Linked DNA regions of Mus musculus: region 1 is linked to region 2. The links are chromatin contacts, called in public promoter capture Hi-C maps. All regions are on one chromosome and are shown on one strand. Each heading gives the region's core, a stretch centred on a gene start, on an enhancer-like site or on the middle of the called end of the contact. The rest is flanking DNA. Distances are from core to core; before and after follow the strand shown.

What was found. Promoter capture Hi-C pulls out the DNA fragments that hold promoters and counts their contacts.
Region 1: a promoter capture Hi-C map of embryonic stem cells shows a contact between it and region 2, with 2.2 times the contacts expected there. The contact joins the promoter of Meioc here to the promoter of G6pc3 in region 2. A contact is called at or near these places in 1 of 39 promoter capture datasets (embryonic stem cells) and 1 of 9 other capture datasets (adipose tissue).

What each region holds. Positions count from the first base shown.
Region 1 is chr11:102,664,013-102,666,995 of GRCm38.p6, forward strand. It overlaps Meioc (meiosis specific with coiled-coil domain), which reads left to right and starts at 1,573. Exons shown (of 8, transcript NM_001127576.2): 1 at 1,573-1,818; 2 at 2,324-2,473. The coding sequence starts at 1,753.
Region 2 is chr11:102,188,349-102,191,218 of GRCm38.p6, forward strand. G6pc3 (glucose 6 phosphatase, catalytic, 3) reads left to right here and starts at 1,351. Exons shown (of 6, transcript NM_175935.3): 1 at 1,351-1,795. The coding sequence starts at 1,578.

The sequences.
Region 1 (2,983 bases), core at 323-2,822, 480 kb after region 2:
GCCTGGTCTATAAAGTGAGCCCCTGGAAAGCAAGGGCTATGTAAAGACTCTCTAAACAACAACAAAATTTTTTTTAATCTATTATATGGGCATATATGTGTTTATCATGTTTATCATTAGGATATATATGTGTATGGAAGTAGATGCAATACAGAACACATGGGGAGACCAGCAGACAACTTGGTGGAGTTGATTCTCACATTGCATGATGGCTCAAACTCAACCATCAGTCTTGCTTTTACCTATTGAGCCATCTCACTGTCCCCCACCTTGTCTTTGGAGATAGGTCCTTGCTGAGGAGGTACACTGGTCGGCCAGTGAGGCCCCGTGATCCAACTGGACCTCCCAAGCGCTGGGATTACACATTTATCACACCTGGGATTTTTTTTGCCATCGGTTTTGAAGATGAGACTTAGGTTCTCATACTTGACGGCAAGTAATTTACTATCACCCCAACACCAAATCTCTTTTTTAAAGTTTGTGTGTGTGTGCCCATGCGCACGTACTTGCCCATTTGTGTCTGTGTTGGAAGCCAGAGTTTGATATGGTGTATTTCCTCTGTCATTCCCCATCTTGAGTTATAGATGGTTATGCATCTGAAAAAACCGTCAGGTCTGCGTGGGCCAGTAAACTCATCCCCCTAATCTACCTCATTAGTGCCCGAGCTAAATGATTAATCCGGTGCGTCTCAAATTTTGATTTGAAGTGCAAACACCCTTAAAACGCCTGTGTTTACTCCTTTAAAATTTCAGTGCCCCCCTTCTCCGTGCTCGCGCATACACACATTTTTGAGGACTTTGCATTTTTCTAAGACCCTAATCAGACTATGTCATCATCTCGTAAGGTCGCCGGAATAGCTAGAAAACAGCAAACTATTTTTAGCTAAATTACTATTACTAGCTAAATAACAACAACAAACTCAAAACAAAACAAACAAAAATTCAGGGTGAAGTTTCCTTGAAAAGTCATATTCATATTTAATAGTCAAAACACCTTCACCCTAAAGGAAACCTGGTCCCAGGACAGCGGACAGCTCTCACCATTTAAGCTCTACAAGGGTTTCGTTTCTTTGCCCTCTGAAAAAGGCTACAACAGTCTACTGGGCTGGCGGCTCTGTAGAGTTCTGGGAACTAGGGGCGGAGAACAAGACCCAAAACGAAGATGTTGGCCTCGGGTGCCCTCGGGTGCCGGGCGGAGGGCTTTCGGGTCATCGGCCTGTTGCTGTGCGATTTCTCTAATCTCCCAACCACCGCTACCAAGCCAGTAGGCGCGCGCGCCTCCCATCAGCCAATCAGCGGGCCTGTGCTCGTCCGTTCTGGCCAATCCCGAGCGAGCTTCCTTTGAGCGGGAAACATCTTCAGCCCTGGCCTGAGAGCAAGCCTAGGGCGAAGTCGGCTAACTGCTCCTTCTTAGTCTTGTCTCTGGGGGGGCAACAGACCCTGGAGGCGGTCGCCCATTGGCTGGGCCGCGGGCCAATGAGGGGTGCGAGATGAGGGGCCTCCTGGGCGTGGGCGTGGGCGGGGCGCCGGCGGCCGGTGCCTAGTCGCGAGGCGCGGGGAGCAATGTAACGGCCTCTTCGTCGCACCGTCTCGGCTCGGCCCCCCACCCACAGAGCGGCTCCTGGCAGCGCCGACGGCGGCTGCGGCAGCGGTAGCGGTGGGGTGCGGGCTGAGGGAGCTGGGCCTCGACGTCCTCCCTCACCCCCGTACCCCGGGAGCTGTTAACTAGCTCAGGAGGAGCTGGGGGGCCCCCATGGAGGTGAGCGGCGGAGACACCTGCCGGCCCCGTCACCCCCAAGGCCTGAGGGAGGGACCTGAGGTAACTGGCGGGGGTCGGGGGGACTTCGAGGATGGCAGCCCCCGGGAGAGACGCTGAGGAGAAGGCGCGTCCCTCAGCGTGCTTCTTCTTTAAGGAGGCCCGGGTGGTGGCGGGGTGGCGACACGGGAGATTACGGGTCGCGGGTGGGGGAGCCCCAACATGTCGTCGGGCCGAGTCGCGAGTGGGGGAGGGTTGCGAAGTCGCGAGTCTGGGCGAGGGTTGACCTCCCAGAGGCTTCAGAGCGGAGGCGCCACCTCGGTCAGCCAGTCGCAATGGCGCGGAGGCGTCTGTCAGGGCCGTCGAGGGCCGCTGCCGCCGCCGTCGCGCGTCTCAGAGCTGAGGCGCAGTGACGGGGTGGGGAGGAGGGCTTGAAGAGGAAACGAGGGAGCGGGGTTGGGGGGCCCGAGTTAGTGTCCCCTAAGGATCTGCAGTTAGACGGCCCAGGCTACAGCCCCAGCTGCGCGGCGCTCCGTGACCACCCGGCTTTTCCCCCGTTTCCGAGCAGCCGAAGGTGGCGGCGGCCGCGGCGGCGTTCCGTGGAAGCGCGAATCGGTGCTGGAACCTCAGCGTCGACACCAGCAATAGATTATCCGACGTCTTCAACAGCATGATGCTGACCGGCTCGGCGCCCTTCTATGATTGCTACAAGTCTCAGGTCCATTAACAAATTCAAGACTTTGCTCGTCCTCCCCCCAGCCCTCCCCCCCCAACCCTCTCCCCACCCCGCCCCCCAATCCTCTCCCCACCCCGCTCCCTTTGTAGTTTCCCCACCACCAAACGCAAACCCAGGACCTTCAGCTCCAGTCCCATACATGTTAAAAAAAACTCCAGTCAGAATTAGAAGCTGGGGAAAACGGGCTTCTTTTACTATTATTATTATTAAGTTCTGTATAGACACCAAAATTTTTTAAATTATATATACATATATATGTATATATGTGTTTATTTTATGGTGGTTTTATGGTGGAGGGGCCACAGAGACGTGGCATGACAACAGATGGAGGTTGGAGAACTTTTCAGTTCTCAGCGTCCACCACGTGGGTCCTAGGGATTGAACTCAGGTCCTCAGGATTGAACTCAGGTCCTCAGGATCAGCAGCAAGCACCCTGCCGCCCAACCGACTGGTCCAGAGGAGAATATTTTAGAGTTTGCACAGTACACACTT
Region 2 (2,870 bases), core at 101-2,600:
CTAAAACAAACAAACAAACAAATCTAAACAACACAATAAATAGGTAAATAGTGGATAGTCCATACCTATAATCTCAGCAATCCTAAGGTATTGGGAGTTTGAGGCCAGCCTGGGCCAGATCTACCTCAAAAATAAATAAACTAGAGCTTAATCCCAGCAGAGGGAGAGGGGCAGGTGGATCTCTGAACTTAATTAAGTCCCGCCTGGTCTCCATAGTGACAGGACAGCCAGGGATATGTCTAAACAAACAAACAAACAAAAAACATCTGTGTGAAATTTTGGCTTCTTGAAGCAATTAAAAAACACTTTCTTTATTTCATATCTTCATTTTCAACCACCCTTCAGACTTCAAGAACAAAGTTGCTTGAGACACTAAGAAATCCAAGGGTGTGGTCTCATGCCCTTGGGAGTCTCAGCACTTGGGAGACAGAGGCAGGCTGATCTCTGGATATGAGAGCTAGGCCTGGTCTATAAAGTGAGTTCCAAGATTGCCAGAGGTACACATAGAAACCATGTCTTGAAAAACAAAACAAAACTAACCAAACAAAAAGCCGGGCATGGGGCATGGTAGTGCATGCTTTTAGCCTTAAATTCCAGCACTCCGGAGGCAAAGGCAGGAGGATCTCTTGAGTTTAAGAGCAATCCCTGTCTAGAAACACTCCCCACTCCCACCTCGCCACGGACGTGCAAAGAAAGGAGGGAAAAAGAAATCAAAGAAGTATATCAACAGGCTCCTTCCTTTGCTCTAAGCAGATCTCCCCTAGGACTGTGTCCCTCCTAATAATGCAAAAACTGTAGGCGTGTGCCCTTCCTCTTTTCATGGAAATACTATCTCTTTCTTGATTTAGCTGCCCAATAAGAATTTTAAATGGCAGGAGGGTGGTAGGGGTGAGAGCAAGGCAAGTTTCTCGCACATAACATACACACACATGTTAAGCTCTGGATTCTTGAAGGAAGACGTGGATGAAATAGAATGGGAGAATCCTGAGCTAGAGACAGGTAGATGTCAACTAAGACTGTGTGCAACTGGAGGTCGGGCTTTGACTCCCTTCTCTCCAAATGGTCCAGATTTGAGAAAAATGGGTAGTGATGTTGGAAAACAGAGATCAGATCCAGAAGAAACCCTCGCCCTGGAGATTAGACATCGACTTCGCAGCAGCAGAACAAGGAACCGGGACACAGAGCTGGTTCCCAGGTTCATCGGTCCCCTGACCCGGAACAGCAGCGGGTTTCTGCACTACGCTGGCAGCCCACGTGCTAGCAACAGCGGCCACGTGGGGCCTTGAGGAAACGCCTTCGCAAAGGTTTGTCCCCTCCGCTGTCCAGTAGAGAGGAAGGCCGAGGAAGAAAGCCGGAGGAAACAGTACCAGCTACGGCTCCAACTCGCGCGTGTCAGGGACTGCGGGGGCGGGGCGGGGCGGGGGTGGGGCTTGGTTTAGACCCCCGGCGGGTAGGGCGGGGCCGGGGGCTAGAAAGGGTGGGCTCTAGAGGGCCAGCAGGTAGCCGCTTCATTTCTGCTAAGGTTCCTCGACTTGCACCCTACAACGGGCTCCAGGCTAGAGGACTCCTGATTCACCATGGAGTCCACGCTGAGCGCGGGCATCATAATGGCTGAAGCACTACAGAACCGGCTTCCCGGGCTAGAGAATATGTGGCTCTGGGTCACCTTTCTGGGCGATCCTAAGAATCTTTTTCAGTTCTGCTTCCCCGCGGCCTACTACGCCTCCCGCCGCCTGGGCATCTCCGTGCTCTGGATCACCTTCATTGCTGAGTGGCTCAACCTTGTCTTCAAGTGGTGAGACAGAGAGAAGCCTTCGGGCATCCTGGTCCCCTTATCCCTTTGGGGCCCTGATCTCCCTCAAGTAGTTACCTCAAAGGCAAACACTTTTCTACCTATTCTTATCCCCTTAGGCCCTAGTCTTCACCTCAGATCTCACAGTTCACCCATCCTCAACTATCCGGATCAGAGAAACGACTTAAGGGGCGTGTTCAACTGCAAATACAGTCTCCGCCTCAGACCTACTGATTTCGTAACTCCAAATTTAGTTGTAGTTGGAAATCTGCGTTTTAGCAGTTATTACTAGAAATGTAGGTAGCCGAAAATCTTCTTTCTTAGCTGAACATCTTATTCATCTATCCATTTGTTTGACATTAAACTAGGCACCAGTTTCATTAAGATGTGGTCCCTGGTTTAAGCTCAAAAGCAGAGTCAATGCTTGAAGACTTACTAGAAATACAGACTCTAAAGCTCCAGGCCAGATCTGCACTTTAACAAGCCCCCCACCCCCACCCCCGATTATAATGTGCCCAATGAAATTTAGAAGCCACTCAATGCCAGTCACTAAAGGGAATCCTTACCCTACCTGCAAGGAACACTTTTCTTCTCTCCCCAGTACTTAGTCTAGCTTTCTCATTCTAAGAAGCCAGTGGCCCCACACTGCTGGGCCTCCTGCAGCCCTTGGGGTTTATCTGGGCCACCGTGTTTGTTTGCTTGTTTGTTTTTCTGTCTTTTCGGAGTACAGAAGGGAGTTACTCAACACTGCTGTTGCCCAGGCTCCCCAGCCTTGAAGGAGGAAGCAAGGATCATAAAGAGACATAGAATAAGCTAACATGACAAGCTGGAAAGCAGACAATTTGTCCCTCTCCCTCCCGCCCTTCTCCACAAGGGCTTGTAAAGCTAAAAGCGGTTGTCTAATCATTTCCTCCTGGCCTAACTGCCCCTATCTTACCTCCCTCAGAGCCTGTGCTTAACATCCAGGTAACAAAGCCTCTAATTGTTCTCCTCCTCCTTCATTGAAAGTCTCTCCATCCAACCGAGAATGGTGGTCCTCCTGCCTGTCTCCCCAGTGCCAGGATGACAAGTGTACTCC